Linked DNA regions of Mus musculus: region 1 is linked to region 2. The links are chromatin contacts, called in public Hi-C maps. All regions are on one chromosome and are shown on one strand. Each heading gives the region's core, a stretch centred on a gene start, on an enhancer-like site or on the middle of the called end of the contact. The rest is flanking DNA. Distances are from core to core; before and after follow the strand shown. Region 1 has its middle 11 kb from the start of BC006965. Region 2 has its middle 62 kb from the start of Gm39461.

The links. A called contact is a pair of places that touch in the nucleus more often than the background predicts.
Region 1: a contact with region 2 is called in a Hi-C map of liver, with 5 times the contacts expected there. The contact joins two enhancer-like sites. A contact is called at or near these places in 3 of 484 Hi-C or Micro-C datasets (all in liver) and 2 of 115 datasets of contacts at active chromatin or transcription factors (embryonic limb bud and liver).

What each region holds. Positions count from the first base shown.
Region 1 is chr11:112,719,981-112,725,689 of GRCm38.p6, forward strand. No RefSeq gene overlaps it. Among named protein-coding and RNA genes, the nearest start is that of BC006965, 11 kb to the left of the region's middle. Within about 2 kb of position 3,056, at least 5 of the 459 cell types and tissues checked have an H3K27ac peak or open chromatin away from gene starts, as enhancers often do. A contact at or near this core is called in liver, where this site is marked.
Region 2 is chr11:112,216,272-112,222,148 of GRCm38.p6, forward strand. No RefSeq gene overlaps it. Among named protein-coding and RNA genes, the nearest start is that of Gm39461, 62 kb to the left of the region's middle. Within about 2 kb of position 3,235, at least 2 of the 459 cell types and tissues checked have an H3K27ac peak or open chromatin away from gene starts, as enhancers often do. A contact at or near this core is called in liver, where this site is marked.

The DNA.
Region 1 (5,709 bases), core at 1,806-4,305, 500 kb after region 2:
CGCACAGCCATGGAAAATTCTTCTTAGACTCAACTTGAGTGTCCTGAGGGATCATGGCTGCATCGACAAAGGCAAGACACAGCTGACACAGAGAAAACTTAAATATCAGGCCGCCCTATACTTCTCTGATTCTTTCCACTTTCTCTGATAGCTCCCCTAACAAAGCACGACCTATATGATCACTTGAACTGCTGCTGGTGTGTGACGCTCTCACAGACAGTCCATTCCAGAGAAAGGCCGATGGGATAGCTCCACGGGACGTGTAGTTGGGGGTGTGCACTCAGGTGGGACGTTCCTGGGGACCTTTAATCTTTTCTCACAAGCAAATGTCTGAGGGAGATCAGAGGCGGTTCCTAACTCATCTAGAGAAAGCACAGGGTACAGAGGGCACAGGCAAATGGAATGTCTTCCTTCCCTATGACCCTGGCTGAAGGAAGGTTCTAGCAATGCCAAGGAAGTAGAAAGATTAGGACGTCACTGAAGAGCGCCCTCAAAACAAGTAACTGCGCCTCAGGTGGCGGAGGCGGGGGGGGGGGGGGGGGGCATCTGCCATTGTGATATTCCAAGAGCTGGCTCTTCCAAACACAACCGCCATTCCTCAGGGGACTGACAAGGGTTGCCAGCTTCTGAACGTGTTGTTTTTCGTTTGGTTCTTATTGATTTCATTGATTTAACCCCTCACCTATTAACCTCCAAAGGCTCTCTGCAGCTTCGTCTCTGTGCTAGGACTCTTGACTTCTTGAGTGGTAATTCCTAAAGCAGAGCCTAGACCTTTGCCACCCACCCACAGGCAATCTGCAAGGGACTCACTCCAACCAATCCCAGCCCTGCAAGGGTCCTGTGTCAGCACTTGGAGGCTGTTGACCAACAACATTTTCCCAAGCTCTGTGCTTGCTGACCTAACCTCATTAAGCCAACACAAAAAACCTGTGTGATTGATTTATCCTGCATCATAAAACCAGGCTATTACTCATGGGGCAATCTGACACATTATCTGTGCTTTCTGTAAGAGTTAACAAACCGGCAACATCGTAAACCACCCTGCCATTTGGCGAGAGATAAATTACTAATCTGCGGTTGTCATAACATACATGGATTCTCATTATACTCAGGTGTAACATGAAATTTCAGGGTTCTGTAATTATAATCCATTGATTTTGTTCTTTTCTTTCACTGTCACCTGCTAAAAGCAAATGTGTACAAGACTGCCATTTTAACGTCAAGGTCCAGTTGACTATGAACTCTCCGCCTGTAACTTGCCGGCGGCCACCAATAGATCACAATGGTTGTTCCCTCCTCCCTGGTACCTGGAAGCACACTCAGGAAAGCCCACACTGGAGATGAGTGATGAGTCACTTACATGGAAGTCCAGACTTTCTCGTGTGTCATTTCTCTCTTCTGAACTTACATCTATCTAGTTCCTCAAAAAAAAAAAAGCTGCAAACTTGAAAGACAACCAATTTGAGCACAAATCCTGGTTCTCCTCATTCTTAGCTGTGTGAACTTGAGCAATGGCTTCTCTGTTTCTCTATGACTCAGTGGCTAAGAGCCATGCTGCTCTTGCAGAGGACCTGAGTTTGGTTCCCAACACCAGGAATCAGGTGACTCACAACCACCTGTAACTTCAGCTCCAGGGGATCTAATGTCTCTTGCCTCTCATGTGCACGCCTAGACAAACACATACACATAATTACAAATAAAAAAAATAATAAGGAAGTATTCAAAGGAAGGTATTAATATGAGTGGAGTATCCACAAACCTCAGTGTGCCCTGGATGAGATCTGAGCTAGCTCAAGTCAGTCACTGCCAGGATGGATTCAAGACACAGCATCATCGTCGTCATCATCATCACCACCATCACCGTCATCATCATCATTACAGTGTTTGGGTGACCATTACTCCTCACCTTCTAGGTTACAAATCACTGTTAGTAGGAAACCTGCTTTGAATATCTTTTTTTATACACTTAGATATAGAGACTGGATTCCTGAAGGAAAATCCTGGGCTTTATCGAGTCTCCTATCCCACAGTCCAGTCACATCCATGCTGAGGAATAACTCACATAAACTTCAGTGTGAACACAACAATGTTTTCTACTTTTACTCTTAGTGGTCTGTAATTGGTAGTGTGGCGGTACTTGAGGAGAAGATGTTCGCGGTGAGACTGAACCCAGAGTGGATTATTCTATCCATGTACACAGACCAATGGTTGGTGTTGTGAGGTGCTACAGACTAAAAGTCTAGCCTGGGGAGATGGGTCAAGTGGGAATGATTGATGCACAAGCATGAATATCTGAGTTCAACCCCAAGAACATACCTGGGAGATTAAAACAGGTAGGGTGCACGTCTTTTTAATCCCAGAGCCGGGGAGGCAGTGATGAGAAGATGTCCGTTCTCAGCAACACCTTCCAGGTCAGTGAGCAATCCTGTCTCAAAAGAACAAGGTAGCTGGCATCCTACGTACCACATGACACCCAAGGCTGTCCTCTGCCTTTACAGGTATTGGTTGCATATGAACACATGCACGTGCATGTGCAAGCACACAAGTGCACACACACACACACACACACACACACACACACACGTGTGTGTGTGTGTGTGTACTCAGGGAGAAAGAGAGAGGTGGGGAGAATTTCTGCTCTGTGTAAGGAGTTGGACCAGAGAAGAGACCTTTAAGAGCTTTCATCTGTCTAGTCTGAGATTGGACAGCCCTGTCCCATCGGCATAGTCATCTTAAAGCCTGAGGCACCTCACAAAGACACAGACTCAGGCCCTAAGGTTTAGAACCACATGGTGGCATCTCCCTGAGGAATACCTATCCTATGGGAGGTAAAAATAATTATGAAGATGGAGATAAAAGTGAGGATCAATTCGTAGTGATCATAACTTAAAGCTGCCCAGACTACATCACCAGAAATCACCTCCCCAACAACTTTCTTCCCGTGCACAAAACGCCAAAGCCTTTAGACCTTTTTTTTTTCCTCATAAAGGGAAGAGGTAGGAAGCAGGAGGGATAAATGTGGCCTTTCTGATGTGTCAGGGTTGTGATAAGCCATGTTTAAAGTTTACCCAAAGTGAAGGAAAGTGTCAACAGAAACTCCTGCCCAAACTCTCTGATCAGGTCAGGCAAACACACAATCAAAGAAAACTCAATCAGGTTCACTTGTGAACGGTGGCCCTGGAGGGTGGGAATGCTTAACGCTGTGATTCCCATAGGAGCCAGGTGTATTTAACATACTTCCTGCCAGCTGCTTCTCTTCATGACTGTGACATAGTCAGAGCACTCCACAGGGTGTTGTTTTATGAGCAGGCTGAGAACCTGGGAGCGCTGACCAGGGTCGGGAGGAGCAGAGGGGATTCTGGGAAAGATGGGCTCTAACCAGAAGATTAGTTGACTTAGCCCCCTGACTGATGCTGTAAGAAGAGACATAGATAAGACCTCAGAAAGAAATGGAAAATGCACCTATAATATGACGTACCATATACATTTGAGGGAGTTAGCTCATATAGGTGGGAGGGCAAGCAAAAGTCTCAGTGGACAGGACAGATGAACAAAAGTGTGTCTCTCCGTAGGCCATGTGGCTAAGAGTAGACTCTATCTCCCCCAGGGATAAGGATCGAGAAGAGCAAGAGTAAGATGTAAGACTTTAGCCAAGCCATTTAGGGTTCAGAGCAGGATTTCAGTTGCAAGGAAGAGGTAAACTTTAAGTCATAAACTGGGAGCAGGTTAGAGAAGGATAGCTCACTGGTAGCGCACTTGCCTAGCATGCCTGAGGCCCTGGGTTCCATCTTAGCCTGGAAAGGAAAGGAAGGAAGGGGGAGGGGAGGAAGGGACGCACAGATCCAGTTCTCTAAACGTAATGAATATAACAAAATCAGATGGACATCATGACTAGATAGGAGTTTGGATTTCATCTTTCACAACACACATAATTCTAGACCCCTAGAACAAATGCAGCAGGTAATGTACCCTGCTTGGATTCACTCAGGAACCAAGTGGATCCCTGGAGGGATTAAGCTGTGTGACCCCAGCCAGCAAGGACTTACCATGGTAACCTGTTCAACCTGTTCTCTCTCTCTCTCTCTCTCTCTCTCTCTCTCTCTCTCTCTCTCTCTCTCTCTCTCTCCCTGCTTCCTTACCCATAGATAGCTGGCTGGGGGGGTATACCTTCATTCCTCCCCTCTCAGACTTGAACCTGAGCTAAGATTAAGGCAGAGGCTGATGGGACATCACCCCTGAATCAGCAGGCAGGGTCACATCACATTACTGGACATGGAAATAAACATTGCCTTGAATTCTGGGGGAAAACAAAATTGTCCAGCCACTATGGAAATCAGTATGAAAGCACATCAGGAAAAAAAAAAAAACACAAATAGACCGACTATATGACCCAGCTACATCATTCCTGGGAATTTACCCATAGGATGCAAAGTCTGTACATGCAAAGTGGGGGTGGGTGCCAGTAAGATGGTAATGGGTAAGGAAACAGTGGTATACACACAGTGGGACTGCTTTTGTCTTTTTTCATTTAAACATGGAAACGAAGTTATGTTTGCAGGGAAATGTCCATAACCGGAGATAGTCATGAAGTGAATTAAGCCATTCCTGGTCTCATTTGTAGGTCCTAGAGTTTGTGTAGTTTCATATCTACATGACGTATACCGATGTGGCCCAGAAGTAGAAGAAAATTGTGTAAGGTAAAAAAGACAACTGCGGACAACAGCATGGAGAAAACAAAGGAACAGCAAATGGTATTCGGGCAGGAGATGTTCTGCACACACGCTGGACTTGCATGAGTGTGTCCTCGTTGTGGCACAGCACCAACTTCAGTGACAAGGAAGTTCTAACAAAGGGAAGTAAGGGGTAGAAAGCTGGTTGGTGGCCCTATAGCACACTCTTAGAAATTGTGCCTATCAGGAGTCACCCTTCCAGTGCTTTATCATCAAAATAGGAAAAACAAAAACAGACTGACCTAATTGGGACATAAACCTGTTCACCAGCATTCCATGGTTGGATCGCACACTGGAAGGAGAGAACTGATTTCAGAAAGTTAACCTTTGAACTCCAAAGGCATGCCCCGGTACAGGTACCAACACTAACACAGACACACACACACACACACACACACACACCCCTAATACTAATAAATGAAATGATGTTTTTTTTAATTTTAAAGGAAAAGAAAAATTTGTTGAAGATAGGGAAAAGAAGGTGGAGGGAGAGAACATTGAGAGAGGAGACATGTTGGACGTCTTTAAGCATGCAGCAAAGAGCCTCACGTGGGTCATCTCATTCCATCTAACAAAATCTGCAAGGTCGGGCAGCAAAGCTCAGAAGAGCATTGTTTATAATAGTAAAAACCTGAAAGCAGCTGGGAGTGACTAAGTCGTATGCAGGACCCTTAGAAAGCTCTATCTCCAGACCCTCAAAGCCATGCAAAAAAAAGTCACAGGTTGAAATGAGGCAGTGTTCAAAGCACATTGTGAACAGACATATGCAACTTATATACATAATGGAATTGCCTGATATGTATACCTGTGGCTTACCTCTGTGTGTGTGTGTGTGTGTGTGTGTGTGTGTGTGTGTGTAAAGCAGCATCTATTAGTGTACCCCATTATGCTGTTGTACATGGGTAGAAGGGGCCATAAATATTTTTTTCTTTTCTGAGTTTTTCAATTCTCTTACAGTGAGCATCATTTTTATAATCAG
Region 2 (5,877 bases), core at 1,985-4,484:
TGTTTGGTTAACTAGACAAGGCAACCAACAGGCATTTGGGACTGTGCATTTTCATCCAGTGGATTTCTACGGCACTTGCCCAAGATCCACAATCCTTAGCATAGTATCTATCTTTCCATTCTACTTCTTAAAACTTCCCTCTCATTTCACCACACCCCAACTGCTCCATCTTTCAGCTTTGAATTTCATATTGACCACCCTTCTAACTACATACTCAATGTCTGTTGTTCTTCGATTAAAAATCAGGATCTTTTGGAAACACTATATCCCCTGGTCCTCCTAGGCTCTGTTGCAGAATTTACACCCCATTCTCTGAGTTAATTTTCTCCTAAACATTGTCATCATTTGTTAACGTCTGCCTGCTGGCACACACGTTCTGTGGAAGGGGGAAAAATGTCTATCTTGTAGACCACTGAGGATTGGTCTTGACAAATGTGTTCTTGAGCCTTAAAAGAAATCAGAAAGTATAATTGACTGGTGTAGGGTAAAATAAATACAGCTTCTCTCTGAACTCTCTCCAGTAAATCATTACCTGGAATAATACAGACAACAGTGTGTGAGCAGGAAATGATTCTGGGTCAGTGCTGCTCCTGACATGGAAGGGGCACTGCTCCAAGGTTTTAGATTATTTTAGAGTCTTCTATCAAGTGAGTGTCCCCAAGACAACAGGCACAGCATTCAGGGTTTTGATAAAATGTTTTCCATACTTCTGTTATTAAGAGAATTTGCATAGCATATAAGAGTTCTCTCCTCTTATCCTTAGCCTTTGGAACCTATAATTTATAGAGTAGTGTTTTTAGAACATTAATCACAAAAGGCACTGAGGTACATCTGCCCCAAGGAAGCTGACCCACATAAGAGATGAAAGCTAATGATGTAGTTGCAGTAGAATAAGAAGACTTGAAATTATTAAGAAGGTAGACCCAGAGACATTCAATTTTGTAAAATCACTATGCTCTGTTGGGAAAATTTCAGAAGGGCTGCTCACAAGAAAATGGGCCCAGAAACAAAACATCCAGGTGGGCTTCAAAACAGGAAGAGAAAAAAAAGAGAGAGAAACGAAAGGAAAGAAAGAAAAGCCCAGAGTGAAGTTTGTTGCAAATGCAGGCAGATAGCTGAGGAATTAGAAGGCCAGGTTGGCTTGGGCAAGCAAACCACAACAATGGTCAGACTGATAAAGCCCCTGAGAAAACCTTTCCACTTCAAACCCTGTGCTCTGAAATCGTGCCCATTGCCTCTGCTGAGACAATCATATCTTCCAAGGAGAAGGATTCCAGGAGCTGTGGGAGAGTCGCAGAGGGGAAGAGTATCAGAATGTCCGCAGAGAATTGGAAGCCATGAGGGCAGGTGTAGAGTCCACTTCTAAACAAACAGCTGAGGGGAGTTTAAGGTAGCCTGAGAAGCCCCAGTGTGTTCTAATCAGCCAGAGGAAGGAGGGAGGCTGGAAAGCTGTCCTTTCTTTGTGAATGAATGCTTTGGTTTCATAAGTGGGTCCTTCAGGAATGGCTTTCTGCAAAGAATGAGGGAAACTATTCAAATCATCTGAAGATTGCATGTGGCTGTCTGAGCTGAGTGATATGTTTCTCACGGATATTTCATCTTTATGTTTCAAGATTTGGCTTAGCTTTATTCTAGCAATTTTTTCTTTTGTCTCTAGAATGTATGTATCTAACATAACAAAATAACAAACATTTACTGATTGGCCTTTGCCTCCAAACTGTCAGCTATCTGAAGTCATTTCTTGTTCAGTTGACTAATAAATTCTCTCTTTCATATGTGTGTGTATGTGTTTGTGTATACATATATGTATACACACAGATATACGATAAAGTGTAGATGTGTGTACGTATAGCTGTTGATTGAATATTAATTTACTTATGAGCTTATTGATTATCAATGCCAATTCATGTATCATCCGGCGTCACATTACCTGCACGTAGATGCATTTCCCTCTGTGGCTCCAGGATCATGATCACACACACACACACACACACACACACACACACACACACACACACTGGAGTAAGGCCCATTGGACAATTTCCCACTCCTTTTTAGGGTCATGTTTCTGGCTTTCTTTTTAAAGGTAGAGGGACTAAAGGCATCTATCCAGATAAGAGAAATTGATAGAACACGTATTTATTTGTTTATTCATTTATTCTTGTGTATGTGTGATATGTGTGTACACGTGCTTAAGTGTGTATATGTGTTGTACATGTATGTGATGTATTTATATGTATGTGTTGGTGCACATGCACATGTGTGTATGTGTACACGTAGGCCAAAGTTTGACATAGAATTGCTTTCTCAGGCCCTCTTCAGCTTAGTTTTTGAGACAGCACATCTCACTGAACTTCTAGTTATTTTTTTTTTATCTAAAGCAGGTCTCTGTTGAACTCTAGGGTGTCTCCTGTGTCTGCCCCTCCTCCTCAAAGTCTCAAGGCTATCTAGATGGGTATCATGCTGCCCAGATTTTGTGAGGTTGATGGGAATTTGAACTCAGATATCCATGCTTACACCATAAACATATAATTAACTGAGCTCTCTTCCCAACACTTGTTAGATCATTTGAATGCAACAGTAAATAATAATGTTCTTGCAAGGGAGGTCTGGCCTGAAAAAAAAATGGATGGACTCCCTGGCCTGCCAATCTATTAATGAGAGGAGCTGATCACATCTGTACACAAGTGAATTTTCAGGGGAAGCTATAATCACTCGTTTCATTAACTACTCAATTAATTTCAAGCCTAGAACTTTCAGTGGGATTCTCCTTAAACATGAAGAACTTTGTTATTGTATTTTGAAAATGAAACTGGCCTTCAGCATGTGGTTAGTCATGAAGAAAGGAACATTTTCAGGATAGCCATGGGTATTTTTAAAAATAGTGCCCACAAAAGGTCATGATATTGACGCAATTTTCCAAGGACTGGTTTCATTTTTTCCCTGCGAGTTGGTAATTAGGTCATTGGGCCACTTGTCCTCTGGACTGACCAGTGTCCTCTTAACAGGTTTGCTTCCAAAATTAGTCTTCTCCAGGGATTGTTAGTCTCTCTCGGCTTTTTAAAAGTTAATTTGGCTCTCCTCTAAGGTGCCAATTACACCTCCCTGGAAACTTCAATTTTCCATGTATTCATAGAGTCAGGATTCACCAATCGGCCCTACCACAGTCTGACTTTTCCACCATCCTGATTTGGCTGAACTAACTGGGAAAGACAGTTTATACTGTAGACTTTGGACATCTCACCCTGGAATCAGCCAAAGCTTTGGCAAGCATCATTTAGTTTTCATATGAGCAATCTCCCTGGAAATCAGGAAAACATTTCTGAGACATTGCCAGTATCTGCCCCAAGCTCATTTGATCCATGTCTATTGGTAGCTTGGCTGTTGCTCTTTCTAAGATGTATGTATGTACGTATGTATCTATGTATCTTTGCTTCAAGGGTAATGAACTACTTTCCCAGAGAAGGTGACTGAATTTAACCAGAAATACCAGTAGGCAGGCAGAAGAGAATAAAGTAAGAGGTTTCCCTAAAAGCTGAGGCCTGAGAGATGAATACTATTTAGAGTCAAATCACCCCCACAAAGTATACTGGTGTTATCAAGTCACGGGAACTGTTATCATCCACTGACACATAGACACAGTACGAAGAGCGGACCAGCTGTCCTCCTTCCCCATAGCTACCTGTTTGCTGTGCCCCTCCCTCCAAATCCAGAGAGTGATAAATTATCAGAGAAATTTAGTAGAAGGGACCCTGGACTAGGTCACCTGGGATACAGATGTAAGAAATATCTACTTCAGCAAAACACAAAATCGTTCAGTCCCCAACTTACAGTAAGTGCTGGTATAGTGTTTATGATAGTGTGTTGCCTTCCTCAACTGTCAGAGATCATCCTGCTTTTACTTAAGAAGAATGAGAGAGAGGAGAGAGAGAGAGAGAAAAGAAGAAGGAGGAGGAGGAGGAAGAGGAGGAGAACGAGGAGGAGGAAGGGAGGGAGGGAGAAAGAAAAAAAGAAAGAGAGAGAGAGGGAGGGAGAGAGAAATAACGAAAGAAAGAAAGAAAGAAAGAAAGAAAGAAAGAAAGAAAGAAAGAGAGAGAGAAAGGGAAAGAAAGAAAGAAAAGGAAAGTAAGAAAGAGAAGGAAAGAAAGAAAACAAGAAAGAAAGAAAGAAAGAAAGAAAGAAAGAAAGAAAGAAAGAAAGAAAGAAAGAAAGGAAGGAAGGAAGAAAGAAAGAAAGAAAGATAAGGAAAGAAAGAAAGAATGAAAGAGAGAGAGAAAGAAAGAAAGAGAGGGAGAGAGAAAGAAAGAAAGAAAGAAAGAAAGAAAGAAAGAAAGGATGAAAGAAAGAAAGAAAGAATATTTTCACAAAACAAATTGCTACCTCAAATTATAGTCCAGAGTTTTCCAGGAGAAACGATTTTACATTTTTCCAAGAAGTTAAGTTCTGAGCCTTGTGTGATGGCTCACTTGGTGAAGGAGCTTGCAGTCATGCCTGAGGAACTGAATTTCCCCCTAGAAACCACTTGGTAGAAATAAAAAATTGACTCATGTAAGTTGTTTCTTGGCCTCCACATAAGTAACAGGACACAGAGTACACACACACTCACACAGAGCAAGCTAGCCTTGAACTCATTATATAGACCAGGACATACACGGGGGGGGGGGGGAGAAAGAGAGAGAATGTAATTAAAATTACTTAAAAATTACTTTTTATGATAATGCAGACATATGGTTGAACATGTTCCCTGTGTTTCTCATGTGCACAGAATTCCCACACTTAAGTCCTTTGCTATTAATCAAGACAATTTCATTCTTTTAAAAAAAGGCAATTTTAGGCCGGGCGTGGTGGCACATGCCTTTAATCCCAGCACTAGGGAGGCAGGGGCAGGTGGATTTCTGAATTCGAGGCCAGCCTGGTCTACAAAGTGAGTTCCAGGACAGCCAGAGCTATACAGAGAAACCCTGTCTCAAACCACCCCCCCCAAAAAAGGCAATTTCATGCAAATTTTGATAAAGTAATAGAAATCATTGATTGTTGCTATATCTAGAATTTTCATAATGCCTCTTTCCAACTGCATGTAATCAGTTCAGACAAGTATAACTTTTTCTTACTTTCTGCATTGAAAACTAAGGGGAATTAAAATAAACTATAGACCAGAGTTTCAAAAAAAATGACACTTTTATTTGGAAAAAAAGAGCTTAATTATGATCACTCAGATGTGGATATTTAGCAGACAGTTTTTCAAAATGAGTGCAACAAATCTGTCACTCCCAGGAAAACAAGAGGCAGCGTTTGTTTGCAATGTTAAACTATAGATGTTGCATGCTAAGCAATGGTACCAGTAGAGCAGGCTTTATTCTAACCATAAAATATAAGCTTTCCAGTGAAAAATGAAGACGTGGGGAGGAAACATCACTATCGCACACACTTGACAGCATGTCATTAGTGCAGACCCTTTGCCATGACTGCTGATGGCAAAACAGTGTGACTGTCTCATACAATGAGGTTTGTCAATATTTAATAGATCTAAGTAACTTAATGAACTAATATTCTTCCCATGACCATGTACACTATGGAACAACATGATAGGGGCTGGAAGACCCATTCAGGAGGGTTAAGATGATATCTCTCTCTCTCTCTCTCTCTCTCTCTCTGTGTGTGTGTGTGTGTGTGTGTGTGTGTGTTTGAATTATGTGTGAGCATGGGTGTATTTTTGCTTCTATGCATGAGTGCCTTTGGAGTCTAGAAGGGGACATCGAATCCCCTGGAGCTGAAGTTATAGCAATTGTGAACACTGAAAAGGTATGTGGATCCTCTGCAAGAACAGCAAACAAGCTTATTGTCTGACACATTTCTCCAGCCTCCTCAGTTGCCTCT